Regions from separate parts of the Gossypium arboreum genome. Here region 2 is linked to region 1. The links are chromatin contacts, called in public Hi-C maps. All regions are on one chromosome and are shown on one strand. The core of a region is the stretch at or near the end of the contact, and the rest is flanking DNA. Distances in the headings are between cores, read along the strand shown. Region 1 holds the start of LOC108479262 (transcription factor BIM2). Region 2 holds the start of LOC108477371.

Region 1 (6,467 bases), core at 1,949-4,448:
TTTACTACCTTAATTTTTTACAACTAAATACTTTTCACTAATTGATACCTTTAATAGACAATGTATAACTTTTACACAATCTCTATATTTTGAATAGCTAAAGCTGAACCATTTTCCTTCAAAGTTTTTTACCCAAAACCTTAGTTATTTTCACAAACAAGAGAAATGAAATTACGAATGAATGAAAACTTTTCAAAAGAAAATATGCAATGATTTGGTTCTCACTAATACAATTAAACACTTGGAAGGAAGAATAACAAATGATCTTACAAGTGTTTGTACAAAAAAATGAGTACAACATTTAATGCAATTTGCAAGGTCAAGTCTCGAGTTTTAGAAGGGTAGTTTCGAGACTTGGTTGAAAAGAAAAGCCTGGGTATCAAGACTATGAAGGCAAGTAACAAGACTTTCCTCCCTTGAAGCAAACTTTGGCTATTGATTTTGCTAGTACTGAGAATTGCTACTAAATCTCGAGACTTTCATGGTAGTCCTAAGTCTTTGCTCCCCTAAAGCAAAGTTTGACTACTGACTTACAAAGTCTCGATACTTAGCTGGAATGCTACATAATTAAGCTTAGAAACTTTTGTAAAATAACTTGAGGGTAATCAAAAACTTTTATAATATTTCTAAGGCATTTGGAAATTTGATTTTGAGTTTTTTAACAGTTGAAAAGAATCTTAGTGTTGTCAAATTAATTTTTGGAATTTGATTAAGAAAATTTTACTATTTATTTTGTTATATCAAAATATTTGAAAACAAAATTTAATAGTGTAGAAAGATAATGTTACCGTACCTCAGGTATTAGAATTGAAGTATTCTTTAAAATGGAAAATGGGCAAACATGTTGTTGATATAGATTTAGGAGCTAAGATTGAGGATGATGAAGATCCTATACTAGTTGATGTTTTAGTTGCAAGGGCTTTCTAATGCTGATAAGGTTAGATTAATGTAACATTTAGATGAAGACTCAGTCTACATTAATAAACAACTACAAAATTTAAAGAGCCTAATGAAGTTGTAGGGGGGACAAATGACTCGTGTTCTCCGTAAAATGCCTTTGCTTTTTTGATAAAAAAGAAGAAAAAGAAGAAGAAGAAGAAAAGTAACGAGTCAAGTGAAGAAGTTAGTGAGAATATAAATTCTTTTTTCACTTATAATTTTGTTGTTGGATTTTATTTTTGGCCTCTAACTTTTACATTTTATTTTGTTAATACTCCTTTACTTTTACACACACGTAATTGATTTCATAATTTTGTTTACATATATAGATGGTTGGATTGAAAGAGAGTGTCGCATTAAAGATCACATTACCTTGCTTGAATATGTTGTTATGTTTTGATAAAAATGCCAAATGTGAAATTGTTAGTGATAGTTACGTTGTTCAGATGTAACTCCAGTTACAACTCAACTTGTATCTGGCACATTGTGTAATTTATCATATTTTATTAGCATCATTTGATCGAAAAACTTTAGACTTTTTTAATGCGCATAATTAAAGAATTTTTAACAGCATATTACCGGGCTAAACCAAGGGGCATGGGCCCCGGCCCCCCCTAAGATGGAAAATTTTCATTTAGGCCCTTTAGATTTTTTTAAAATTTTAAATTAGTAAAGGTAAAATTGTACTTTGGCCCCTCCTAAAATTATAAAAATTCAATTTAATCCTTTAAAAATTATAAATATATAGACTATAAAAAATTAAAATTTCCTTCGGCCCCCCCAAAATTCTTTTCTGGCTTCGCCCCTGCATATTACTAAGTTAAACTTAAATCATGTCTTGAATTGTTGATTCATAATAAGTTAATCTCCAAATAAAATTGAAAAAATTGTAAAGTGCATGATTAAATTTGTGTCCATCTCTGCTAATTAACAAATGTAGAGATAGGCAAAATCAACTACCATCGTATAGTAACAATTTATAAGAGTAAAAATCATAGGGGTTGTCGCGAAATGATATAAATGATTAATTTTTATGGTAAGTTTGGTGAAGCATCAGTGGTATTGGCTAATAATGAAAGGTGGGGTAGTTGAAGTAAGGAAAGTAAAAAAGATGTAATTATTGGTAAATACTAACTAAAATATGAGTGATGATTATAAAATTAGATGGATCTTCATATTTTAATGCCCATGTCTAAGAAATGAAACAAAAATCGAAGAATAGAGCCCATTTATCATTTGGATCTACCTTCTGTAACTTTGAACAATCACTCTTCCTATTTGGACCCATCTAACTATGATTACTTTTTTTATTTAATTATTAGCTGTTTCTTTTACAAAATATCAATTTCATTAACATCAAACAATACAAGCATTGGGCTTCAAAAGCCTACAGTATAACACTGTCAATACAAAGGCTAAAAGGCAAATCCACCACTAAGGGGGAGTCAAAGCCACAAGAAGAGCCTGGAGAAGGGTCACCGTCACTACGGTGTACATCGTCAGGAGTCACCGACTTAAGGAGATTTCAAGCCTTCGGAGCGGCGTCAGCAACCAGCCACCACGCGCGAGCTGACGAGGGTTATCGATGACTGTGGCTCCACCAAATGTACAAACCTTGCCGGAGCAGAAGAAACCGAGAACCGAGGAGACCCCTGGCCAGAGAAAAGGAGACGTGCTCTGAGACAAAAATGTGAAAAAACCACATGGTAACCGAGAGTCGCTCCACCACGTAGGATTCAAATAGTATCATATATATATATATATATATATATTTTTTTTTTTTTAAATTCTTGAATTTTATTTTTTTCTGTAACGTAGATGTCGCTCTTAAATCCTGTTTCAAAAATCTAAAGGTTTCATAATTAATTCAAACAAATAAAAAAAGACTTGCAGCATATAATTATTTTATATCTACCATTTTCATAATAATATATTTTATATTTTCTTTAAATCGTAAAATAGATCAGAAGACTAGATGGGACTTAATGCAGGCATGGACAAAAATCCGTATCTAAGGGACTACACCATCAAGCCCAGGTTTGTGACCCATGAAAAACATGTTTTAATGTATTAAATCCAATAATATAAATAAAGTAGGTATAAATATCATATTTAAATTTAATCAAATTCATAAATTATTTTATTTTTCTCGACATAAATATTGTTATTAATTTAAGAAGATATTAATTCTGAGTGTGCATTTATATGTCGCTGAAAAATTAAAAATAATTCTAAATAATAATAATAATAATAATAAAAGAAGGGCCCATGTAATACAAAATGCCCAATTTAAGCAAACCTATCACGGGAAAGCCACTCACATGACTTGCACTTCATCCCTTTTCTTTTTGTCTCCCTCTCCATTCCATCCCATTCCATCAAAAAAGAAAAACAACTTTGTAGTTTAACCCCACACACAGAGTACTGTTGTTCTCGCCGGGAACCAACCTACCAACAATCCTCCATATTTTCCTTTCCATTTCCTTCCACTTTTTTGCTTTTTCTCTTCCCTTTTCCTTCAACCTGACAAATTGTCTTTTTGCTTTTTCATTCTTTTTATACTTTTGGGCGGTTTCCTTTTTATAACACATTATGTATATTTTGCTTGTGACATCTGGAGAAGAAAAGAAATGAGAAGGGGAAAGGCAAGTCAAGAGGAAGAAGAGTTTGGTTCCAAAAAGACACGGCCTTCTTCCTTTCATACTCTCTCTGTCAACGCCAATACCAATACCAACACCAACATCAACAATGGTATATCATTAGATTGGATCCCACTCTTTAACCCAGATCTCCCTTTTCCTTTATTACTATATTTCTATATGGTTGTTTCTTAAAGGGTGTTTTTTTCTTTTCTTTTGTTGAATTTGGAATTCTGGGTTTGTTTCGTTTTTTGTTTGTTTGTTTGTTTGGGGCTGTAGAAGCAGACGGGAAAGACAGTGATAAGGCTAAAGCTATACGATCAAAACACTCTGTCACGGAGCAGAGGAGGAGGAGTAAGATTAATGAAAGGTATCTCCTTTTGTTTTCTTCCAGTTTCAATGTCCATCTTTTATAATTACTATGGAAATTGAGGGAAGGGGACTGAGCTGAAGTTCAAGTAATTGCATAAGCCATGGAATGTAATGGTTCAGGATACGTTGACTCTAACAAAGTTTTTAACTTTATCAGCTTTGGTTGACTTTGTTATGGAAATATTGATGATTGATACAAGGAATTGTATTTTGTAGCTAATTCACTGTATTATGAGTAGATGATGATTCTACTGAGCGTTTAAAAGAATGATTAAGTTTATAAAGTTCTAACTTGAATTGGCACCTGAAATGTTGACGTTATTGGCCATGTTATGGTGACTGAAAATGTTTGCTTCTTCTCTTGCTAGCACTGAGTTAAGTGCTTGTTCTACATGGAAGCTTGGATCCAAAATTAAGTGCTATTGTATTACTGTATATGTACCATAGATTCTTGAGAGGTTACAAATTGATGATGCAGCTTGCTTAACTTTATGAATAGTAGTAATACTAATAGCTTTGCCGTCTTTTAGATTTCAAATATTGAGAGATCTTATACCAAACACGGATCAAAAGAGAGATACGGCTTCATTCTTGCTAGAGGTATGTTATGAATCCAGAATGGTGTTTGTATAACTATTTTCCATCTGAAGAACTCTGCTTGAATAATTGTTGTTGGATCAATCTTCTTTTGCAGGTCATAGAGTATGTCCAATTTTTACAGGAGAAGGTTCAAAAATATGAGGGTTCTTACCAGGGATGGAGTTCAGAGCCCACGAAATTAAAGCCATGGGTATGTTCTTATATGGAATGCCTTCCATTCATGTGGTTTAAGTGGTTAATTTCCATGCTATGATGATTTGTGTGTATATGCTTTATTAAGCTATTAGATATTCTATTTTCTTCTTGTCATTGTTATTATTGGAAATTCAGTTCATTAGGCTTGTTAATGATGTATGTGATATTTTACTGGTCTTATTTTTGAATATGCGAATTGCTTTAAGTCAAATTGTTGCAATTCTTCATTGTGGTGATAAGAGAATATACTCGATTCGTTTATTTGTATGGTATTGATATTTTAAATTTTATGTTAAGCGTTGCAATAATTGGATGTGGAGAAGTATCTTATCTATTAGTCCTCATATGATTGTTGTGAATGTGAATTTCACGCCATGGCACTGCTTAGAATTGCAATATTCAGGTGCTTTGTATTGTTTTATTTTGAAGGTGTTGATTGCTTGCATTAACAATTTACTTGGTGTTGAAGAATGTGGCTGTAGATGGTGCCTTCTTATTTGTGGTATTAACCTTCCGATTAATTATTTACTCTTGCCTTCCTCGAATAGAGAAACAGTCATTGGCGTGGTCAGAGTTTTGTTGATCACACGCAAGCTATTAAAAATGATCCTGGGCTGGGGTCAACATTTTCTGGGAAGTTAGATGAGAAAAACATCAATATCAGCCCCTCAATGATCGCAAGTGCATTGGATTCATCAGAAGCTGATCCAGTCAGAGATAATGAGCAAGCTGAGTTGGCTGTGCCCATTCAAGGTGGGCATCCACTTCAGAGACCTGTGTCTGAGGCTCAAAAGTGTCTTACCAGCAATGATACACTGAACCAACAGGATGATCTGGCCATTGAAGGAGGAACGATTAGCATCTCTAGCGTCTACTCTCAAGGGTGGGTATTACCCCAGCAACATTGCTTGTTTTGCATACATCATGAGGCACTTATGTTGCTGAATGTTGTTTATGGATGATAATGTGAAGCAGGTTATTGAACACACTCACACAAGCACTGCAAAGAACGGGTTTGGATCTGTCACAGGCCAACATCTCGGTACAGATAGATCTCGGAAAGCGTTCCAATAGAGGGCTAACATCGTCTGCTAAGGTATTAACTCAAATCAAGCAAAACATGTGTTGGTTGAACCTGTTATACGGTTTATTATCCCATGTTTATTACTAAGATGGGTTAATATAACACTACGTCATGCATGTTCTGGTATAATATTTTTACAGGAGTCTGCCAATGGAGAGGATTCAAATCCGGTTCAAAAGCGGCTGAAGAAATAACATTCAAGTTTTATCCTTCCATCTGTTATATATCTGTTTTGGTTTCATAGGGTTATTGTATATGCCTGGGTTTTGGTTGTAGCATATGTTTTTGTGATGGTTCCTGGGATTTCCATCCGTGGAATATCAATGTTCAACTGTATTATAATGGATCATGTATGTATATAACAAATCATCTTGATGGCGAAGGTTAGCCATCTGAAATCATAAAGATGCCTCAACTGACAATCAATTGGTTATTCAAAAGACACAAGCATCAATCACTCACACAAAGGATTGTATGAAACGAATCCCTTTGTTTAATATTTTAATTTCCCTGTTAATTAGTTACATTTTATGAGAGACAAATTTATTGCTAATTCATGTCAACTCCCATGGCTTTAACCAGAAAAGCATAGTCGTAAGCCAATTCCTCGCACTGAATATAGCGGCCACCTTCACCGA
Region 2 (6,467 bases), core at 1,560-4,059, 140 kb after region 1:
GTATTTCTCAGGGTACAATGAAGCAGCGAGCTACAATTGTGGAACATTAATCAGTCAAAAGGTAACGCGGGACGAGAATCAGCCATTGAGAGGAGATCGGATCAGCTTGGATGTAGCGATGAGAAGAAACCCTCTTCTAGATCTTCACCAGTCTCATTTGGTGGAAAAACATGTCAAAGAGAAGAAACACAAGCAACCAAGCTCCCCAGGTGGTAAACTCGCTACCTTCTTGAACTCTCTTTTCAATCAAACAGGTTCCAAAAAGAAGAAAAATTCGAAATCCACCACACAATCCATGAAAGATGAAGAAGTGAGCCCTGGTGGGAGAAGGAAAAGGAGGATTAGTATCAGCCATTTTCGTAGCTCTAACACGGTTGATACCAAGTCCTTTTATTCTTCTTCAAGCTCTGGTTTCAGAACCCCACCTCCTTATGCATCCACACCTACAAAAAGGAATGAGACATCGAAGCTCATTGATGGGTTCTTAGAAAAGTACAAGAATATCGAACCCCATCATCAGGATAAGAATATGAGCATTAGAGTTGATAGATATCAATCAGAAGAGAAAGACTTCAGTAAGTTGTGTGAGGTTGATGATGGTGCAGATAGTGATTCAAGCTCTGATCTTTTTGAGTTGCAAAGCTATTCAAGTGGTTTGCCTGTGTTTGAAACTACAAACATGGATAGCTTCAAGAGGGGAGCACCGGTTTCCAATGGTGCCCTTTGAGACTATACTCTTTTTCAAACTTTGGCTTCATTTGTTTTTCATCTCCATTAAAGACTGTGATAATTAACAGATATTGAATGCTTTTCGTTTCTCTGTGTGTACAGTTTGGAATTTGTTTGTTTGTCTTTTCTTTTCCAGTCACTTCTTTTCATGGATTAATGCATAAACCTCAAAAGTCCTCCATTTCTTTTGCTCGCTTAGATTGCTATGATTAATGATTATCCACTAAATTAATGGAGAAAACCCGCATCATCACGTCACATTAATTAATATTTCCTAATCAGCACGTGTGATTCATATAAGCCTTATTTTCTCTACACAAAGCATGCCGTAATAAATTGAATCACAGGTGAAATGATACAATTTGTCTCCAGAGTCTAGAATGTTATTTCTAAACTAAACTGTATGAATCGAATAAACTGCAACCAAATTCATTTAGTTTTTGCATGCCTGATTTATAGGCTCATCTTCCAAACCTGCAGGAACAAAGTTTTTTTTTTTTTTTTTTGGTGAATGCAGGAACAAAGTTAATACCACTGTCTAATCTACATATCTAGAGTTAAGTTCAGAAATCAAACTTCTTTTTCAGCAATTTCAATTAAGTTACAAGGCTTCCTAGAATTCATCATTATTCTTACATGTAGAGAAATGTCTGAATCTTTATCTGATATAGATGCAATGATGAACAATAGTGGGTTATAGTAGGGAAGTTGTTAAGCATTGAAGGGTAAAACTTCGTACGGACGTACGTCTTATCATTCCAGTGATGTAACTTCCACTTTAAACCCCAAATTATTAAGAGTTTTGATTAATGCCAACAACATTAAATTCCTGTGCAATCAGACAACTAAACATATACAAAGACATGTGTTGTTTATTTAACTGTATAGATGCAAGTTTTGCTTGCTTATAATAATTAAGAATTAAGAACCAACTTTTGTGCCTTTAGATTATATTTTACAAATTGAGTCCAAGAGTCCTTTTCAAAATTCAACTCATGCGTATAAAGCTAGTAGTGTTTTTTTCCCTCTACCCTTTCCTTAGTGTCACTTGGAATCAGAATAAAGGTCTAACGCTAAATCGATGATGAAACCTATTGATAGCCTTTTAGAAAGAATGATGCACAAAAATGATGTATGTACTGTAGAGCACTAAAAAAGCCTATATAGGAGGGCATGAAAGACATCAATGATGCATGGGGGCACCCTAGCTAAGGGTCCAACAAGCCATGTCGCATCCTAATGGATGAGATAGGTCTATGCAGTGATTTTTTTTCAAAGTAAATGTGATTTTATGAAGTTTGACTGGAAATATTGCTTGCTTTGAATATCGGATCTTCCCTAAGCAATTTTTCATTTAGACTTTGAATAGTTAGAAAAAAAACCTAGAAAGAACTACTAAAGGTCAATAAGTCGTAGTATAGTGGTAAGTATTTCCGCCTATCACGCAAGCGACCCGGGTTCGATCTCCGGCAACAGCGAACATTTTTTTTTCCCTACCAAAAAGAGTTTTTGGACTTCTGGACAAACTCCAGATAAATATTAAAAAGCCTACTGAAAATCCTTAAGTCATAGTATAATGGTGAGTATTCCCGCCTGTCAGCGGGTGACCCGGGTTTGATCAACGGCAACGGTGAATATTATATTTCCTAATATTTTCAAATAAAATTTTTGGAGTTCTAGACAAACTACAGATATCGCATGGGAGAAATATTAGAACTACTAAAAATCAACAAGTCGTAGTATAGTGGTGAGTTTTCCCGCCTGTCACGAGGGTGACCGGGGTTCGATCCCCGGCTACAGCGTGTGCTATTTTCTTAAAATTTTCAAATAAAGTTTTTGGAGTTCTTGACAAACTCTAGATATTACATGAGAGAAATATAAAAAACACTGCCGAAAATCTGTTAGTCGTTGTAGAATAGTGGTGAGTATTCCCGCCTGTCACGCGGGTGACCCGGATTCGATCCTCCGCAACGGCTAGTGTTATTTTCCTAAAATATTTCAAGTAAAGTCTTCGGAGTGGACAAACTCGAGATTTTACATGAGAGAAATATTAAAGAACTAATTGAAATTCAATAGGTCGTTGTAGTATAGTGGCGAGTATTCCCGCCTGTCACGAGGGTGACCCGGGTTCGATCCCAGGCAACGGCGTTTAGATTTTTTCCTAATCAAATAAAGTTTTTATTTAGAAGTTCGAGGGAAATGACGCATTTCAAGATTTTAGTTCCCGCCATCTAAAAAGCCATCTCTTCGTCTATCTTGAAAATCCTCTCTACTCGCTTATTGTTAGTCGTTTGGAAATCTTGTTTTCTTCTCATTTCTTTGGATGGCGAAAACTAAAGAAGGAGAGCAAACAGCGAAATTAGACGATCTGGAGATCGTTTCCGTTGGATCTCTATACAAAGGCCCCTGGGGGAAGAAGTATTGGAGCTCCTCTAGGGTTTGTTTGCTTTTCTATTTGCATTTTACTCGACATTCTCACGGTTTACGATTATTTTTGTGTAATCAATATAGATACCTGCCGAATAACTTGAATGAAAACTAAAGAACTCTGGTTGATTGCCGGTGTCTCTAATAGTAGTATATTTTTCTGCAAGTACGGTGTAAATTTGTAATTGGAATTTAGGAACTCCGAATCTTCGATCCTAACAAGTTTTGGCAAATTAAAAAAACATATATTTGGACTAACAGCAGAAAATTGAAGTAAATTGTTATGGACTAATGGTGTTTCGTTTAAGTGGATTTAACCTTGTTAATCTGTAGGGTAAAGATCGATATCCTTATCCTGTGGGCTATCAAGCTGTTCGGGCTCACAATGGAAGCACTTATAAGACAGAAATTCATGAAGGTCCTAGAGGGCCTTTGTTTGTGGTGAGTAAGCAGACATGATGGTTTTCTTGCATCTTGTTTTCCATTGATACTTTTTTAAGCGAATTATAAAGCAAAAGTGTGCCTCTATTTGCATGCAGATCTCCTGTGATGGGCAATCGTGTTCTGGACAAACTCCAGATATTGCATGGGAGAAATTTCAGAAGATGGGTTGCCCACATTTGAAGATATGGCATGGAAAGAGATTCTCATGCAAGATAGATGGTGTGGAGGTATAACTTGGTGGTGCTTCCATAGCACTCTGAAGTTGCATTTTCCTTAGCCCTCCTTTTTTGGTTAATTGCATTGCTATTTACAACTTTAGTATGGACAATTGCGGCTTTGGTGATATCATCTTTATGTTCTTATTTTGTTGTCATATCTGGTATCTGGAAAGCATTTTCCACCTAGATGACAATTCATTCTACTTTTTCTTGTTTTTTAATTGTTCAGAATTATAAAACTCTCTTCTGTCAAACACTTTGGTCTCTAGATTGAAGATTTCTTATAGAAGAGATGCATCCTAATTTGAACAAGATGATCTAGGGGTTGCTCTGGTGACTACTATAATTTAGCCTTAGTGAGAAGAATAGCTAAGCTTGTGAAAATCCTTTGAGTTACTGTCTTGTTCTTTCATCTTTATGCGGTTACCTTAAATATTAACCTCAGAGTCGCTTAGATTGAGAGTGATTAACATGATAAAGATCAAGCTCTGACATCAATTTGAAGCAGTATAATGTGGAGCATTTAAGTCGATCTTTTCTCTTTGATAGATTTTTCACTGGGTGGCTCAGGTTGTTGTATTCTTTGCAACGAATGCAATAAAGGTGCTCTATAGTATTATTTTATAGATGTTGATGCCTTTATATGCATGCATACTGCATACATATTTTAAAAACTTTCACTTATTTCTTGGCTGTTTTTTTTATTTGTGGTTTGACTTGCTTAATGTTTGAAAATGTATTTCCTAACTTTGGATAAGTAAAGAAAAACATAGGTAATTTCACTGAGTTTTTCTTTGCGTTTTCATGCAGTTTTTTGGATTTAAAAATCCATTTGTTCAAAGGTTACTACGGGAATTGGTGGCAAATGTCAATGGAACAGCAGAAAGCAGTTTGGTATCTTCCAGCTTTTGCAATGGCGCTTCTAGAATGGATAATGATAATGGGAGCTCAACTATCTGTACTGCTTCTGATTTACTACCATACTTGGCCAGGCCACAGATCAAGAAAAAGAGAAGTACAAGGTGTGAAAAAATGCAAAGCAAGTTGGTTGACAGGCCCGGCCGTAAACGACCCCGATCTAAGGACCTGACTTATGATGCAGAGGGTTCAAATTTAGTACCAGGGAATCAAGTGAAACATGAACATGGGTTCTCGGTAACTCATAATGCTTCCGAAGATGAAATTGACAGATTTCCCGAAGCATTGGCAGTGCTCTCTAAATCAGTAGAGAAAATTGTAGAAAGCTCCCCAGCCAAAGATGGTTTTCCATCAAAATCTGTTGATTTCGTGGCTCATCATGGTGAGAATGAAGCCAAGGGCAAGTTTATTAGTTCCCAAAATGAAAAATTCACTAGAGTAGCTAACATTGCATATAAAGAGGTAAGATAGTCTATCATGTCTCATTTTCATTTGGTTCTGCCCATGTTGAACATCTTGTTGAAATCATGTTCCCTCTATCTTCTTGCAAAATTTACGTACTTACTGCTTGAATTAGTCTTACCATCTGGAGCTAGCTTTTAAGAGCTATTTCCTCAGAATTATCACCCTCTTCCATAATCAGTTGATGCAGTTTTTAATTTGCTATTACAAGTAACATTAGTTGCCACAATATTAGAAACGTTCTTAACTTCTTACAGTTGGATAGGTCACAAGATACTGTACTGGAAGGATTCTGTTTTCCTATAAGAACAGATGACAGACCTGAAGATTCATCATTTCCAAATGACTCCATGGGCATAAATGATGTCCATCTTTATGCACCTGATACTTTGGATTTTGAAGGTAGTTTTTATCTGCAGTATATACTACATTGTAACCTAGGTTTTCTTTTACATTTATAATTTATCATTCTTAGCATCCACCTTATTAGGCCACAACATCTGTGCAGATGATAGGACCAATGTTGCTTCAGGTGCAAAGGACATAACTGGCAGTATGAAAGAAGAGTTAATCACTGCTAATATGGTTAATTCTGATAACTTGGTGACTGAGTCTCATCAAGAAGAAGAAATAGGCACATCTAATTCAAATACAGGTTCTGAAAAAAGTGAGTTTGATTCGGTAGGTCAGGAAATGGCTAAGTTGATGATGACTGTTTTACTTCCTCAAGCTGTTCCATTGCTTAAGGAGTCTTCAAAGAAGAAAAAGGAAACAATTAGCCCATGCAATGTATTGCCTCATGTGATGAACTCTCGAGAGGACAACATTGTCACTAACCATTTGTTGAACCTTCCATCTTCAGGTACTGTTAAATTTTATAAATTTTGAAATTTTCTCTGAACATATTCATCTTGGCATGTAGCATCCAACACCTCGAGTCCCTAGACTTTGTAGCTTCATGTTAATCTTTTCTTGCTAGCTCATGAGTTTTTTCTGCTAAAACTGCTGCCTTCATTCTAACAGAGGATGCATGTACAGAACAGGACACAAGAATGCATATCCAAGGTTTAGACCACGGTTTAGTTGTGCCAAATCTTGAACACTTGAACTCTGTTATTCTTGACAGTTTTGAGAATAGTCAGCGAGGGGATCATGTAGCTAGCCAAGCTATATTGTTTTCAAAAAGTATGGTGGAGGTTAAACAGACTAGTTTCAACAAAGAAGCATTTGATTCCAACATCCAGGAACAGCTTGTTAGCATCAAATCGA

Evidence for each region. A called contact is a pair of places that touch in the nucleus more often than the background predicts.
Region 2: a Hi-C map of leaf shows a contact between it and region 1, with 2.8 times the contacts expected there. The contact joins the promoter of LOC108477371 here to the promoter of LOC108479262 in region 1. A contact is called at or near these places in 2 of 5 Hi-C or Micro-C datasets (both in leaf).

The regions. Positions count from the first base shown.
Region 1 is chr12:104,345,899-104,352,365 of ASM2569848v2, forward strand. LOC108479262 (transcription factor BIM2) reads left to right here and starts at 3,199. Exons shown (of 7, transcript XM_017781749.2): 1 at 3,199-3,690; 2 at 3,864-3,948; 3 at 4,481-4,550; 4 at 4,645-4,740; 5 at 5,294-5,628; 6 at 5,721-5,841; 7 at 5,970-6,234. The coding sequence starts at 3,570. The coding sequence ends at 6,023. It overlaps LOC108479259, which reads right to left. Exons shown (of 10, transcript XM_053023169.1): 10 at 6,300-6,467. The coding sequence ends at 6,379.
Region 2 is chr12:104,487,202-104,493,668 of ASM2569848v2, forward strand. It overlaps LOC108477371, which reads left to right and starts at 2,810. Exons shown (of 14, transcript XM_053023413.1): 1 at 2,810-3,166; 2 at 3,490-3,597; 3 at 3,696-3,827; 4 at 4,629-5,198; 5 at 5,456-5,600; 6 at 5,707-6,060; 7 at 6,222-6,467. The coding sequence starts at 3,053. It overlaps LOC108478889 (protein BIG GRAIN 1-like E), which reads left to right. Exons shown (of 1, transcript XM_017781346.2): 1 at 1-894. The coding sequence ends at 727.